Linked DNA regions of Mus musculus: region 1 is linked to region 2. The links are chromatin contacts, called in public HiChIP or PLAC-seq maps. All regions are on one chromosome and are shown on one strand. The core of a region is the stretch at or near the end of the contact, and the rest is flanking DNA. Distances in the headings are between cores, read along the strand shown.

Evidence for each region. HiChIP or PLAC-seq counts read pairs in DNA pulled down with a chosen protein or histone mark.
Region 1: an HNF4G HiChIP or PLAC-seq map of pancreatic cancer cells shows a contact between it and region 2. The contact joins the promoter of Clu here to the enhancer-like site in region 2. A contact is called at or near these places in 11 of 39 promoter capture datasets (the 3T3-L1 cell line, 3T3-L1-derived adipocytes, the HPC-7 cell line and 6 more), 15 of 484 Hi-C or Micro-C datasets (3T3-L1-derived adipocytes, the AML12 cell line, the G1E-ER4 cell line and 6 more), 18 of 115 datasets of contacts at active chromatin or transcription factors (the SCID.adh cell line, T-cell acute lymphoblastic leukemia, craniofacial prominence and 14 more) and 4 of 9 other capture datasets (adipose tissue, embryonic stem cells, liver and 1 more).

Annotation. Positions count from the first base shown.
Region 1 is chr14:65,966,907-65,970,336 of GRCm38.p6, reverse strand. Clu (clusterin) reads right to left here and starts at 1,854. Exons shown (of 9, transcript NM_013492.3): 1 at 1,649-1,854.
Region 2 is chr14:65,906,108-65,909,128 of GRCm38.p6, reverse strand. The region is part of intron 1 of Gm41181 (a long non-coding RNA gene); the gene reads right to left. Among named protein-coding and RNA genes, the nearest start is that of Gm41181, 4.6 kb to the right of the region's middle. Within about 2 kb of position 1,573, at least 18 of the 459 cell types and tissues checked have an H3K27ac peak or open chromatin away from gene starts, as enhancers often do. A contact at or near this core is called in the AML12 cell line, the G1E-ER4 cell line, extraembryonic endoderm stem cells and 2 more, where this site is marked.

The DNA.
Region 1 (3,430 bases), core at 605-3,104, 61 kb before region 2:
GACCATTTTGGGAAAAGCCATTTAACAGCCTTGGAAATGGCTTCTGATCCGAGGCAGGAAGAGGCAGCAGGGCAGGGCAGCCAAGGAAGACCATTGAATGGGAGGCGAAGCAGTATCAAGATGAGCTACAGGGAGCAGGGAGCTTGGGGCTTGCCAAAGGAGACCTGGGGTCTGGAGAGCCACCAAGTTCCCAAATAAGAAAGGGAGGGTTGCTTGCTCTTCAGCCTGGGCCCTTCTAGAGAATGCCAACGCCCAGACACCTGCCAGGCTCCCCAAGACACACTGCAAGCCAGTAGCCAACCCCCACCCCCACTCTCCACCCCCCAGGAAGAATGCAGCCCTCTGAAACCTCATTTTAATATTCTTTCCTTGACAATAAAAAGTCCTAAATCTCTCGGCCTTGGTTTCTTTATCTGTAAAATGGACCTGATACAGACCTCAAAGAAGCGATCCTCTATTCAGTAAAGCTAAGAACAGACTCCCTCTAGGTCTGCTGGTAATATGGACTCCGGGTCAGAATCTGCTAGTCTCCCAAGTTTCCCGGCGCTGTGGTGTTGTTGTTCCAAGGACAACGCTGCTCAGTTCAGCCCGCTGCCTTCCCTCTACACTGACTTACTTCCTGTCTTCTTTTGGAGGCTGGCCTACTGCCTGGCTGCCAACTACCCTGGGTGCATCAGCCCCACCAGGGCCAAGGACCTCCTTATCTAGTAGGAAAACATAGCCTCTCCCATTGTGGCGTATTTTCTCCATTTTTTTCCAATGCATTTTTATAAACCATCCCTTCATAGGTCCTGTTTTTAAATATTTTTAAAAGTCACACATTTGCTGCTGCCTAATATTCCATTGATTGACTACCATTTGCAGTTTGTTTTACTATTCTCACAGGGTCGGGCACTAAATTGTATGATCCTGTTAAGAGAACTTGTATAGACTCTTGAATTCCTAACTTCTTCCTTTAAAAACAGCACCAGCACCATTTTTAAAACTGGGCCCAGAAATTCTGGAAAAGCCAAAGGGCTTCAGTTTCTTATTCATATAACGTTTGGAGGCTGAGCCTCTAATGGTCTCCAGGCCTCAGATTACCATCTATAAAGTGATCCGGTGGGATCAGACGTCTCGGCCTGGTGGAGCATTTCTCTAAAGAACTGGATGAATGCAGTCAGCTCAGCAAAACGGGTCTGGATGTCTGCAGCACGTCTTTAAATACACAACATCTTATTTATTATGCGCTGTCCCAGGAACTGAAAGGGAGGTCCAAATGCAATGACTCATGCCCAAAAGACAACAGCCACTACAGAGATCCGCACCTAGTCGCGGCGCTGAGCCACTCGCACCCCTGCGCCTCCCGCATCGTACGGCAGGCTTCAAGCCTCAGTTTCCCCATTTTTGCAAAAGGAAGATCTTTGTATGTGGCCTATTGAACAGCTGTGAAATTGTGATCCGGATTAAAGAACACGGAGACTCCCGTGTCTGAGCCAGCGTGCACCCCCTACCCAACCCCATGCTCGGCTGTCTGGTGATGGGGCTCTAGTCACCTCCCACTTCCCCACGGCTGCGCCAGCTTTCCACCTAGCTGCTACCCTTGCCCTCCCATCCCTGCCGGTGTGGCTTCAGCGGCGCTGGGGTAGGAAAGGTGCAGCTGTCTCACCGGTCTGCGGCTTGGCTCCAGTGCGCTCCTCCTGGTGACGCGGGTGGTGAGCACCGGGGAAGCGCCCTATTTATAGCGCTCTGCTCAAGTACACCCCCTTTGGGGCTGGCTGCAAACCTGCGTGACTCACGCCCAGAGAATGCCGGAGAATGCACCAGGAGCTTTCTGGAAGCCTAGAGGTGGGGGTAAGAGGCGCAGCACCCAGCGGGGGGCACCAGGGGGCGCATGGGCATCACAAATGACCGCATTGGTTGCTGTAGGGCCCCTAAATTGGTGGCTCTAATCCCTGAGAGCTACCAAAAACCTCTCAATCAGGCCCCAACAGAAGAGTCTTAGAGGACAAGGAATCCACACACTACACTGGCCTGCTTCCAGCCCAGAACTGGCACAGGATTCCACCGCCCGACGCCCACCTTATTGCATGTTCATCTTCCACATCCTTCCACATCGTTCACTCCTTTTCTTTGCTCCCATTTTAATGGGAGAGTAACAGAAACATAGAAGATGGCGTAGGCATTGTGCTAGGGAAGAGTATACACGAAGTACTTGGCTCCCTAAACGCTGCACTGGGCTGCTTGCTGGTCCCTTGGCAGACAGATGGAGGAAACAGAAGCGGGTTAAGAATGAGACAATGATACATCAGTAATCCCGAAGGCCTCTGCTGTCCCTGAATTCGTAAAGCCTAAGCATGGCTCCCACGCACTTGGGACCCAGTCAAGCAGGGTGGGCTTCACTGCCTCTGGACCTAGGACCCTCACACCTGTTTTCAAGTATACTACCCCATTTTCTTAGGTGATAGAGCCAATGGTAAGGTGTCTATGTTTCTGTAAATAACTGCTCACCGCATGCTCCTGTGGGCAACACTAATGAAATTTATGAGAGGAAGAGAGAGAGAAGAGATAATGGGAGGAAGAAGAGGACAAAGAGGACACGAAAGAGAAATGAAGGAGGGGAATATATATATATGACTATGCCATTCTTAAACTCATTATGTATAATTAATATATACTAATTCAATTTTTTAAACAAAAACTACTTTGTCCCAGACTTGGAACTCACACTGGTTTCTGAACAAGGAGCCTATGGTGGAAGTTCTCCGTGGAGCCCTGCTGCTGAGTAGCTGGGTCTGTGACCAGAGGTGCTGAGAGGCACCCTAGCTGCTTTTTGCTGAGAACAGGGACACCTGTTATGGGCATCTCTGGGAAGAAGGGACAACCTAGAAGCCCCCACCATGCTACTTCTCGGGGGAGAAGCTGAGCTTCCCACTCTGAACCCTGGAACATCCGTGTATCAAATCCCAGCACTCGGGAGGCAGAGGCAGGCGGATTTCTGAGTTCGAGGCCAGCCTGGTCTACAAAGTTAAGTTCCAGGACAGCCAGAGCTACACAGAGAAGCCCTGTCTCGAAAAACCGAGAGAGAGAGAGAGAGAGAGAGAGAGAGAGAGAGAGAGAGAGAGAGAGAGAGCCTGGCATCCCCCTCAAGCTGTCGAGGAACCAATGTAGGTAACACAGTTTGGGTGGCAGGCCTTGAAAACTATGTAAAAGAAACAGACTTGAAGGAGAAATGTGTGGTCGAGGTCTGTTTCCCGTTCAGATCTTTAAAGGAGCAGCCATAGGGCCAGATTTCCATTTGCTCAAGGCCCAGAGACTATGGTGATTTGGTACTTTCCCAAAAGGCAGCCTACAGGAAATGTCTAGGAATGGTCAGAACTGGGCTAAGGCTGGCTACAGTCCCAGCTGTTCCCTGAGGCACCCAGTGCCTTTAGACAAACCACTCTGCCCT
Region 2 (3,021 bases), core at 324-2,823:
TATCTTGGGTATTCCTCAGCACTCTTCATGCCAGTCAGCAGGGGTGAAGCTTCTAGTTGGGAGCCAGCTCGATTTCACCATGTTCAAAAACATAAGTTCTGCCTTCAGCAACAGGGCTTTACCATCAAGTTATGAAGACTAACCAATATCCTTGACAATAGCCTTGGTATTTGAGGGGGGTCTATGGGACACAAGATGTAATTTGATGGATTTTTTTTGAGACAACTCTAGCAGTGTCCCAGAACTCACTGTCTAGACCAGGCTGGTCTCAAAATCACAGAGATCCACTTGATTCTGACTCTCAGTGCTGGAATTAAATGTATGATCTACTATGGCAGGCTTAATTAATATGTTTTAAACTTGAATAGACTATACTATGTAGGGTGATAGAACTGTGAGACACAGGGTCTCATTGGAAGAAGTAGGTGACTGGGGTCATCCCCTATGTATAGGTTACTCTTCATTTTCAACGTGACTAGATTTGGAATTATCTAGGAGATACACATCTTGGTGTTTCTAAAGAGGGTAGAAATTTTGCCTGAATATGGACAGTGTCATTCAACAGACTGGGGTCCTTTACGAATAACAAAGAGAAGAGGAGGAAAGAAAAGAGCTGAATGTTGAGAATCCATCTCTATGCTTACTGACTGTAGTACAACAAGACCAGCTGCCTCTTTGTCCTGCCCCACCCTCACACTTGCCCCGTGCTTCCCTGCATGTACTCCCAAATTGTGAGCCGAAATAAACTCTTCAAGTCTACATTGCCAGATGTTTTGCCCTATAATGAGAAAAGTAACAAATACATCCTAGAAAGATGTATTCGTCCCTGGCCCCTTCACGCCGGTCTCCCTGCTTTCTGGCCGCCACGAGGGGAGCAGCTTTCCTCCACCACGCTGTTCTACCAGCCCAGGAGCACACTGCCCGGGGATCATGAACAGAAACCTCTGGATCTGTAAGGCAGAGTAAAGTACTTTCTTTAAGCTGTTTGTCTCCGGTATTACGTCACAGCTATGAACAACCGACTGATGTAATGCTGGACAGGGTTAGAGGAAACATGACGTGGTGTCTGGGGTTTGTCTTAGCGCACTCCACGAGGGAAGGTCAGCAACTTAAAACCGGCAGACCATTTATAACTGGGAAGCGGGGTGGCAAGCCCATGTGTGTTGGTTATCTGGTCTGTTTTGTGTCTTTGGGTTTATTTAAATTCTTCCATCATGGAACTCAAAAGATGAGAACAGCCGTGACAGTAAGAGTCACAACGGGAGCTTCTGAAAAACAACACAGGCAGTCTCTGCCTCCTTTGCTGTCCTGAAGCACCCCATCCCACCCCCAACCCCAACCCCGGGCACAGGGCAGCCTGCTGGTTAACTGTCCCCAGTCCACACCTTGGGCTTGTCCTCAGCTCCTCCCAGAATGCTCTTCCATTTTATTACTGAAGCCCACGTCAAATGCTGCCTGTAGCAGATAACTGTTGTACTGGTCTGCCAAGCATCCTTTTCTTACACTTCAGATATCAACACTGCTGCTCTACGGATAAACACTTTAAATAACATCATGTGGTTCACACAGGGCTGACCTCACCAACCACATTCCCCCCCAGAGGATAACAAGTGATTCAGGTCAGGCTGGTGATAACGCCTCAGTGACTGCACCATTGGGCATACGGCCAAGGCTGTCCATGAACAGCAGATTATCTCCCAGACTTACTGGAAGTATCAGATAAAGGACACCCGCTCCCCCCACCCCCTGCCCCCAGGTTTGCTAACTCTGGACTTCTTGAGGCTATTTGCTTCAGTCTCTAAGCAGAATCTGCCCAAGACAGAAGCCACCATACAGAACAGAGACATAGATATTGGTGCTTAGTGTGATCATACACAAAACCAAACAGGTCCCCATCTCAGTCTTGCAGTATATTAGCTAATAAATGACCCCTTTTGCCTGAGAAAGGAAAAACAGAGGTAGGACAATAAAGACGGTGTAGAGAAGAGGGATAAAAGATAGTGGTGGCAACGATGATGATAATGGTGGTAATGGAGATCATGGTGACGATGGTGAGAGTGATTATGGTGATGGTGGTGATGAAGGTGATGACCAACAGTGTTAGTGATTACAGAAAGAGAAAGAAAATGACAGAAATGGACTGACAGAGGAAGAGATGAAGAAAAGGGAGAGTTTACTCTTTGGGACCAAGAACAGGACAACCGAAGTTCCCGTCACCAGTGCTGCATTCATCAATGGAAGGAATACTTGTCAGATTCCAGAGACAAGGAAGAGAGAGATAGCCAAGGATACCAAGAGGCAGACTGCTGTGTGAGGTGCTTCTTGCCTCTTTTTTTCTGTGTTAATTCAGTCAGTCACTTCCCATTGCAATTTCTCATTATCGAGAACTGGATGCATCTAGTCTCTGTGTGGTTGCTATGTGCAGTCAGGGAATCTCACCCCTCCCTGTCTTATTTACTTTTGTTTCAAGGTGACAGGATACCTGGAGCACCCACAGTGGATGGGTGGATGGATGGATGGATGGATGGTGGATTGATGGACAGGTGGGTGACTCGTTCATTTTAGAACAGTTTCAAGGGGCTTCGTCAACCTCTGCTTGGTAGTACAGCTCAGCTTGTGGCGTGGGAACTGTATGGGTGACACCCCAGAAGACTTGTGAAGCAGGGCTCGAGATCAGTTTTAACCTTCCAGTCCTGCCCCTGGTGCTCTAGTTCCACCAGTCCGGCCCCTCCTCCTACAAGTCCCATAGCCTTCAGAATATTGCCACCAGCTGCTGAAGAAGCATTCAAATCAGGAACCTATTGGGGCATTTTAGATTTCAACCATGGTTTTGGTATTCTTACAGTCCATCTGGCTCCTCCTTAGCTCATGGTAGGCTGGCAAGGTGGCTTATCAGGTAGAAGTGCTTGCCGCCAAGCCTGATTACCTGAGTTCAATCCTTAGGACTCATGCAAGATGGAAGGAGAGAACTCTGACAAGTTGTCCTCTGACAGCCACACATGAACCATGGTCATCGCAAGA